Linked DNA regions of Oryctolagus cuniculus: region 1 is linked to region 2. A link is a contact called in public Hi-C data. All regions are on one chromosome and are shown on one strand. The core of a region is the stretch at or near the end of the contact, and the rest is flanking DNA. Distances in the headings are between cores, read along the strand shown.

Evidence for each region. Hi-C and Micro-C count contacts between places; a contact is called where the count stands out from the background.
Region 1: a contact with region 2 is called in a Hi-C map of embryonic fibroblasts, with 3 times the contacts expected there. The contact joins the promoter of SSRP1 here to the enhancer-like site in region 2. A contact is called at or near these places in 4 of 6 Hi-C or Micro-C datasets (ear pinna, embryonic fibroblasts, skin fibroblasts and 1 more).

The regions. Positions count from the first base shown.
Region 1 is chr1:14,783,490-14,787,474 of mOryCun1.1, forward strand. It overlaps SSRP1 (structure specific recognition protein 1), which reads left to right and starts at 2,003. Exons shown (of 16, transcript XM_070070311.1): 1 at 2,003-2,144; 2 at 2,576-2,761; 3 at 3,739-3,844. The coding sequence starts at 2,091. P2RX3 (purinergic receptor P2X 3) reads right to left here and starts at 643. Exons shown (of 12, transcript XM_051854032.2): 1 at 1-643.
Region 2 is chr1:14,650,420-14,654,033 of mOryCun1.1, forward strand. No RefSeq gene overlaps it. Among named protein-coding and RNA genes, the nearest start is that of RTN4RL2, 15 kb to the right of the region's middle. Within about 2 kb of position 1,797, at least 1 of the 8 cell types and tissues checked has an H3K27ac peak or open chromatin away from gene starts, as enhancers often do.

The DNA.
Region 1 (3,985 bases), core at 753-3,252, 130 kb after region 2:
ACCTAATAATCCGCCTGAACTGGGTAGCCCCTTTCATCTGTGAGTGCCTGTCTCGTTCCACCCAATTCTGCAGCCACCCCCTCCCTCCCTGAGTTGCCTCCAACAGCATGAGTTGGGGGGGAGGGTGTGTCTTCAATATTTTCCTGGATCTCTTGGGAGGGAGTAAATAGCATAGAGTCACATATTTTTAAACTGCAGTTGATCACAGCTAAAGCTCTACCTGTAGCATAGCAGTTATATATACATATATATATAAAACTTATACAGCAGTTATATATACATATACATACATATATATATATATATATATATATATATATATAGCAGTTATATGGATATACACACTCTCAGGTCATTTGTTGGATTATGCTTCCCTGGAAGGCTGGAGTTGTTTTCAGCTTGTTCACTGAAATCCTAGAAGTGTGTTGGATTAATTACAGCCCCCGGTACACTGAATTTATATTCAGATAATGTTAGAATAGCCACTACCCAGAGGTTAAAAGCCATGATTTTGGGGTGGTGGTGGGGGCAACGGTGTGTTGTCTCTTATCCCAGGACTGAGTTAGCAAGCTGGTGTAACCAGCGTCAGGGAAATCTTGAGTTTAAATATCCCGTGTAACGAATGCTTTTCTGCAGGACACATGGGCTCAGTGGCTCGGGACGTAAAACCACTGTGGTTACAGCAGAAGAGAACGGGACCGGAGTCCGAGGCGGCTTCCTGTCTCCACCTGGGTGGCCGACTCCCAGAGCCGCTGGGCAACTGCTCTCCGCAGGAGGCTGGAGGAGATAAACTCCAAACCTCTCTCCCAGCTCAGGCCGGCTCTGATTTTGCAAGGTGCACCTCTTCCAAGATGAGCTCATGTGGTTTCCAATCAGTTCTGGCTCTAAGGTGAACCCGACACCAGCGCTCGAACTCGATCCTGCCATTTGCCAGTCACTACCAGCGCCACTGCGGTTACAGAGGTGCAGAATTTGGGTGTAGACGGTGAACTCATTTCAGAAAGGATCAATCCCACTTAGCAGGGGGCAGCCGGCCAGCAGGCCTGCCACAAAGGACACGAACGCCCGCACGCGTTTCTCTCCGCAACTCTGAGGTATTTTTCTTCGTGTTCCACAGCTTCCTTTCTACCCCTAGAAATTAACCCCTACAGAAATTAACCCCCCAACCTCCGAAATCTGACAAAAATAAAGCCACGGTACACGATTTCCCTTTAGGATCCAGTCTCCGCTTGACGTGTCCGCAACGTTCTAAGAAGCCCGATGAGCCTTCATTTTCTAGTCAGTCGGACTTCACCGCTACCGCCCCGGCCTCGGGTCCTCCAGCGTCGCCGTCGCTCTAGGCGACTGTCTCTGCGGCGGGCCTGGTTGGCGTCTCTCTAGCCAGCTCATCCTCTCGATGGTCAGTGCGCGGCTTCCGGTGGCGGGACGCGGGGCCGCGCACGCGGGAAAAGCTTCCCCAGCTAACTCCCGTTCCCCGCGTCCCCGCCCCCCTCCCCCGCATCCCCCGAAGCGCCCACCGCCCGCGCCCGGCCCGTCGCGAGGCTGCAGCTTGAGGAGGTGGGTGGTCGTCGTCCCTGGGCCCCGCTCCCCCGCGGGACGCTCCGAATGGGCCGTTCCGCGTTCGAATCTGCAGGCAGCGGGCGAATCCATTTTAGCAGGAGGGGAGAACCATGAGGGCCAGGATGGAACCTAGCGCTCTGAGCTGGGTTGGGGCGCGGGAGATGTGCACGCTGCGGGCAGGCCTTGGGGTTCCGCTGCTCGTTACCATGGCTCCCGGTGTGGCGCGCAGAGAGGGTGTTGGCTTGGGGTGGTTCTGCGGGCCTGGGATTACCGGGGCTGACCCCCGGAGCACGGCACAGCCGGCCTGTTGGTTCCCGGGCAGAGGAGAGTCTGTGAACCCCCAGGGGCGGCCACCTGGCTCCATCCGTGAGCAGAGCGCGGCGCTGCGTTTCATGACTCTCTCTTGAATTCAGATTCCCAACCTGCTGACCATCTGCACACTCACCCAGGACTTGGGGCCCAGCGCCCAGTGTATTCGGTTTCCCTTGTGAGGCCTAGGGCTCTGCCCAGGCCACCAGGGGCAGGTCAACATGGCAGAGACACTGGAGTTCAACGATGTCTATCAGGAGGTGAAAGGCTCCATGGTGAGAAGGGCTTGCGTTTTTAATAGAGATGGAAGGAGGGAGCGAGCTAAAGTTGATGTACATGAACGAGAGCTTGTCCTGGTGACGTTTCTACTGGGAAAAGGAAGTCTCTGTATAACGTGCACCTGGTGTTTCCCCCCAATAAAAGGCAATTCTGAAAAGTCGCGAGAGTTGTAGGATCTCAGGGTGTGAAGGGACCGTATTTGCTATTCTGTGTTTCAAACGAGGAGACTGATGGCCTGCGCAGGTTCTGGATGCCCGAGCCAGGTGCAGAACCGAGACTTCCTGGACACTTGTGTCTCTTTACTGGTCCTCGCTTCAGCTGTTGCTCCTGCCCTGATCACCTGGCAGTCAAAGTGAATGCTGGGTAGAGCTGCACCCAGGACACGGTCTGTACTGTCCCCGTGCATCTGGGCTCACTTTCCCAACAGAATGACGGTCGGCTGAGGTTGAGTCGCCAGGGAATTATCTTCAAGAATAGCAAGACGGGCAAAGTAGACAACATCCAGGCTGGGGAGTTGACGGAGGGCATCTGGCGCCGGGTGGCTCTCGGCCACGGACTTAAACTGCTCACGAAGAATGGCCACGTCTACAAGTATGACGGCTTCCGAGAATCGGTGAGACGCCCTGTTGCCGTGAGCCCCCTTTTTACCGTGCCATCCTGTCTGCTTTTAGTCTTCTAGAGGGAGTTGAGGTTCCCTCTGGTAGCCCCCGTGGTGCTGGTTTGGCTCCCTGGGCAGGGCCATTGAGGCCATTGAGCAATCAGTGGGTCAGCTCTGAGTGTTCTAGAGCGTTCACAGCTTTTCTGTGTTTTGGTTCCAGAAGATCTGCTTCCTACTGTTCTGGTTTAAATCGTGCTTTCTGCTTGTTTGCTCGTATCCAGGTTCAGAATCTTAGCTGGATGCTTTAGTTCAGGCTTTGCTTTTCCCTCTTAAACTGTTCTGAGTGAAAGACTTAACTTTAATGTCCACTTCTATTAAAACAATGAACACACAAAGTTTAGGAAGTCAGATAACATGGTGAGGTCCAGAAACAGGAATGCCAGTCCCTCTCTTTACTCCTCCCCTAGTCTGAGGTCCAGCTCCCAGGAGCAGCCTCTCTCCACAACCTTTTAAACCATTTCAGAGCTGAGCTGCTGAGTCAGCATGGACTTTTTTTTTTTTTTTTTTAAGACTTATTTATGTATTTGAAAGGGAGAGTTACAGAGAGAGAGAGAGAGAGAGAGATCTTCCATCCACTGGTTCACTCCCCAAATGGCTGCAAAGGCCAGGGCTGTACCAGGCTGAAGCCAGGAGCCAGAAGCTTCTTCTGGGTCTCCCATGTGAGTGCAGGGGTCCAGGGGCTTCGGCCATCTTCTGCTTTCCCAGGCGCCTTAGCAGGGAGCCGGTTCAGAAGTGGAGCAGCTGGGACTTGAAGCAATACCTTTATGGGGTGCTGACACTGCAGGCTGTGCCACAGCACCAGCTCCCTGCATGGATTTTTTGGTAGAAGTCCTATTGGGGCAATTTTTTGGATATAGGTAATGTCAGGACATTCGTGTCGGTTAAGGCCACTGGAGCTGACTGTGGTTGCACTTTCTCCCTTCCACTCATAGGAGTTTGAGAAACTCTCTGATTTCTTCAAAACTCACTATCGCCTTGAGCTAATGGAGAAGGACCTGTGTGTGAAGGGCTGGAACTGGGGGACGGTGAAGTTTGGAGGTGAGTCTTGGGGAGCAGGTAGGATCAAGGGCTGCAGCCTTTCTTATTCTCTTCCTCTGCCACAGTCTCCGGTTTCCTGTCGGGTGGGTTGCTCAATGCACCTGTGGTGTGTCAGGCTTTGTGCCTGGTCTCGGGGTGCAG
Region 2 (3,614 bases), core at 547-3,046:
TCCGAGGAGGAGATGGCTCTGGATCATAACCCACCTCCACTTGTCACAAACGCAGAGTCCCGGGCTGATTCGGCAGGTGGGGGAGGGGCTCAGGAATCCGCTCCCCGCTTAAATCAGATGCAAAAGGTCCTTATTTTCAGAAGGATTGTGCCAGGGATTGGTGGGCTGGGAAGACTGGCCGGAGCCTCCTGCCAGAGCCCTCACCCGCACACCTTCCTGAATGCCCCGCCCCCTGCCCACCTGCCTAGGGTGGGCCTCTGCTTCTGGCGGGAGGGTGCCAGGCGGGTCTCCAGAAAGCTGCAAGAGGGAGGAGAGGAAGATGAAAAGGGGGGGGGGGTCCACACCTGGCCTCCTCTTGTCTCTGAGCAGGGGCTTCCCTCCCCGGCCCTCTTCAGTCCCTTCTGCGAACTTCACTCCCTCCGTCCGCCCTGTTGTGCTCCACCAACCCTGCTTCTCTCTGAAGTTCCAGGAAAGGCCAGAGGACTCTGAGATGGGCCTGGGGTGGGGGCGGGGGGGGGGTGGGGATGGCAGAGCCAACCAAAGTCCCTATCTGCAAAAGAAGGAGCCAGAGACAACGTGGGGGGGGGGATTTGGCGGGAAAGACTTGGGGGAAGATGACAATGACAGCCACGTAGGTCGTCTTCCCGTAGGCTCTTGCCCTTTTCCACGCAGACTCAGTCAAGACAGGCAGCACTGGCCCCAACAAAGAAGCAAATAAACCCCCAAACCTCTTGTGTTCAGAGAGGTTAAGCAACTCACCCAAGATCACACAGCCAGGAGGTGAGAGAATAATTGGGTCATTCAGCCTTCTACCTCCCCCTCCACACACACAACACCCCAAATATTTTTTCCAGAGGTGATTGGATAGCCGGCCCAGGCCTGCCTTCCCTGTCCCAGTGGGATGGGAAGGACATCCTGTGTGGAAATGAGAGAAGACACTCAGGTTTCGGAACATCTGACAGGTCTGGCTGCAAGCATTAAAAATTCATGCAGAAACCTGACCCGGCTGGACCTCGGGCCTGCCACCTGGCCTGTCCCTGGCCTCCTGGCCTCTCAAGAGTCTGGTGGGCCAGTTTCCCTTGCAGGGGGTCCTGGGAGCCCTGTGTGTGTTTCACGGGCGAGGCACTCGCTCACAGATTAGGGATCTGAAGTAGGGAGCCAGCTGGAAGTGCTGCCTCCCCCGGCGCTGGGTGTAAGAACCTTAGAGGCTTAAGGGCTTATAAACCCTGTCATCTGGCGCCCTTCTCGCGGGCCTCTCCCCCGCGGCTTAGATGCTCGCCCTCAGTTCAGCGCAGGCTGAAGCTTGGCTGTGCTTCCCAAGGTGGCCAGTGGAGGGCAGCTGTCTGCATGGAGGGAGCCCCAGCTGGAGCCTCTGTGGCTTTGAAGGGCAAAGATGCCGCGGTTGGTGGGAGAGGGGCAGCCCTGGACTTGCAGACGGCCCTGGCTTCAGTGATCTGCCGAGAGGTTTAGTGAGGAAGCCCGGGGCACATTCCAAGTAGGGCGTGGATGTCAGGCGTGTGACGACGGAGGGTCAGGATGACACGGCCGTTCCAGCCACGGGAGAAAAGCCTAGCACTGGACCCTGAAGGATCGCTGACACTTTGCTGAAGGGTGTTCCCTTTAACCTGCAGGCAGTGGGGAGCCACTGCAGGTTCTGGAGTGACAAGATGACATAATGCAGGAGTTGGTCTCATGAATCTGATCTCCGTGGGCAGGCTGGGTGGGAGGGAGGGAGAGACTGAGTGTAGGGAAACCAGTGAGGAGGTTATTGCTATTTTCTTTTATATTCTAGGCATGAGGTAATGAGTAGCTAGAGCAAGGGAGGTGGGGGGATAGGAAGGGAGGGATGGATAGGGGCCAGGAGGGGGACCGACTGGGTAACTGAACAGATTCGGGAGCTTAGACAAGGAGAGGCGTTAGCTGCAACTAGGCTGGGTATCTGGCCCAGGGAAAGAAGGTAGAATGGGGTACACTCCCAGCTTGAGGGAGGGGAATGAATTTTGCTTCTTCCTGGGGCTGGGGGAATCTGGGAGATGTCTCTTCCGCCTCTCTGTCCTGAGCACTGGGGCGTTTGGATGGTCCCTGCTCTTTCAGGGTGTGTGGCTGAAGGCTGGGAATTTGGGTTGTCTGCAGAGGCTGGGGGGTGCAGGGCAGGATGAAATCCCTAGGGGTGGGCTCTGCCCTGGTCCTGGTGGAGCTGGTGTGCCTGCACACCGGTGCTTGGGGATACATCTGGGACCGTGGGCGGTTGGCGTGCCTGCACGTGCTGCTGCATAGCTCTCTGCTTTGTGTGTGTGAGCGCGTGGGTGTGCAGGAGATGGGCGTCTGTGGGTCTGTCTGGGCTGCTGGGGGCGGGGGTGGGGCTGCTGGACCGTGGTATTGCTTTAGGCTTCTTCCTGAGGCTCACACCCTCCTCCCCGCGCTCACTGTTCGGAAATAGCATCTGGACCGAGGGCCCATGAATATTTCACAATGATAATTCTGTGACCTGGACAGCCTGCCTCTCATTTACCAGCATCCCCCCTCCCCCTGCCCAGGCTGTGGCAGGCAGGCCAGCCGGCCCTTCTCCCTCGGAGCTCTTGCCTGGCTGGCCCCCCAGTCCTAGTCCTTAGCCTCCTCCCACGTCACAGGCCCCTGGAAGGCCTGACACGGAGCTCCCTGGGTTCCTGACCCGTTGATCTCACCACCCCCACCCCCAGCCAAAGTCTACCTGCTTCCAGCCTTAGAGGTCGACTCTTCCGACTTCCCCAGCCAGAGTCACCGACTCAGCCTCCCTCTTCCTCAAGCCCTAGCACCTGGGTCTCCTCTGTCCGGTTCCCACCTCCCTCCCAAGCTAGAGTTTTAACCCTAAATGCAAGCCACCCTGTCCAACTGCTGTCTGCTTAGACTCACTCTCCCCTTCCTAGCCTGGGTTCTTTCCTGTCCCCCCAGTCTCTCCACACACCAGAATGAATGAAGAAGTCTCTGTTTACACCACCATGCACCCCAAATCAGGATTCCTATCTCTCTGATCCCCTGGGGGGGGTCTCTCTTCCAGCTTGACAGGATAACTGCCTATCTTGACCTACTCCATCCCTGATGCTTACACCCCACAAGAGCCAAGGCAGAGAGACTGGATGTCCACAGAGCTGCTATGTACAGTTGTGCACGTAGTACATTGAACAAGAACACTCAGCCAACCAGGCAAATGTGAGCTGAGATCCAGCCGTAGCTCCTGCTCCATCACTAAGGTATTTTCTGTGGCACAGGCTGCGTCTCCCTGAAGAGGAGGTGCCCTTTTCAGATTTGCCCAAGGCTATGTCTGGGCTAACTGGGACTGCAAATGCTAAGTCACCACTCCTTGCAGGGGGAGGTGGGAGCTACCCCGCTTTCCTGAAGGAACAGGGCCCTGGTGGAGCTGAGAGCCAGGCTGCCTGCCTTCCCCCGGCTTGGTTCCTCAGGCCCCAGGCAGCTCTGGGTTGGCGGCTGCTGCTTCCTTTGGCCATCCTGTCAGAGGTCACCCGGGGTAGTCTCAGGGCCACACCACCCTTGCTCTTCAGCTTGCGCCCCGCAGGGGAAAGCATGTACCAGCTCCAGCTGCCAGGAAACAGGTCCCCTCCTGGCCCTGAAATATA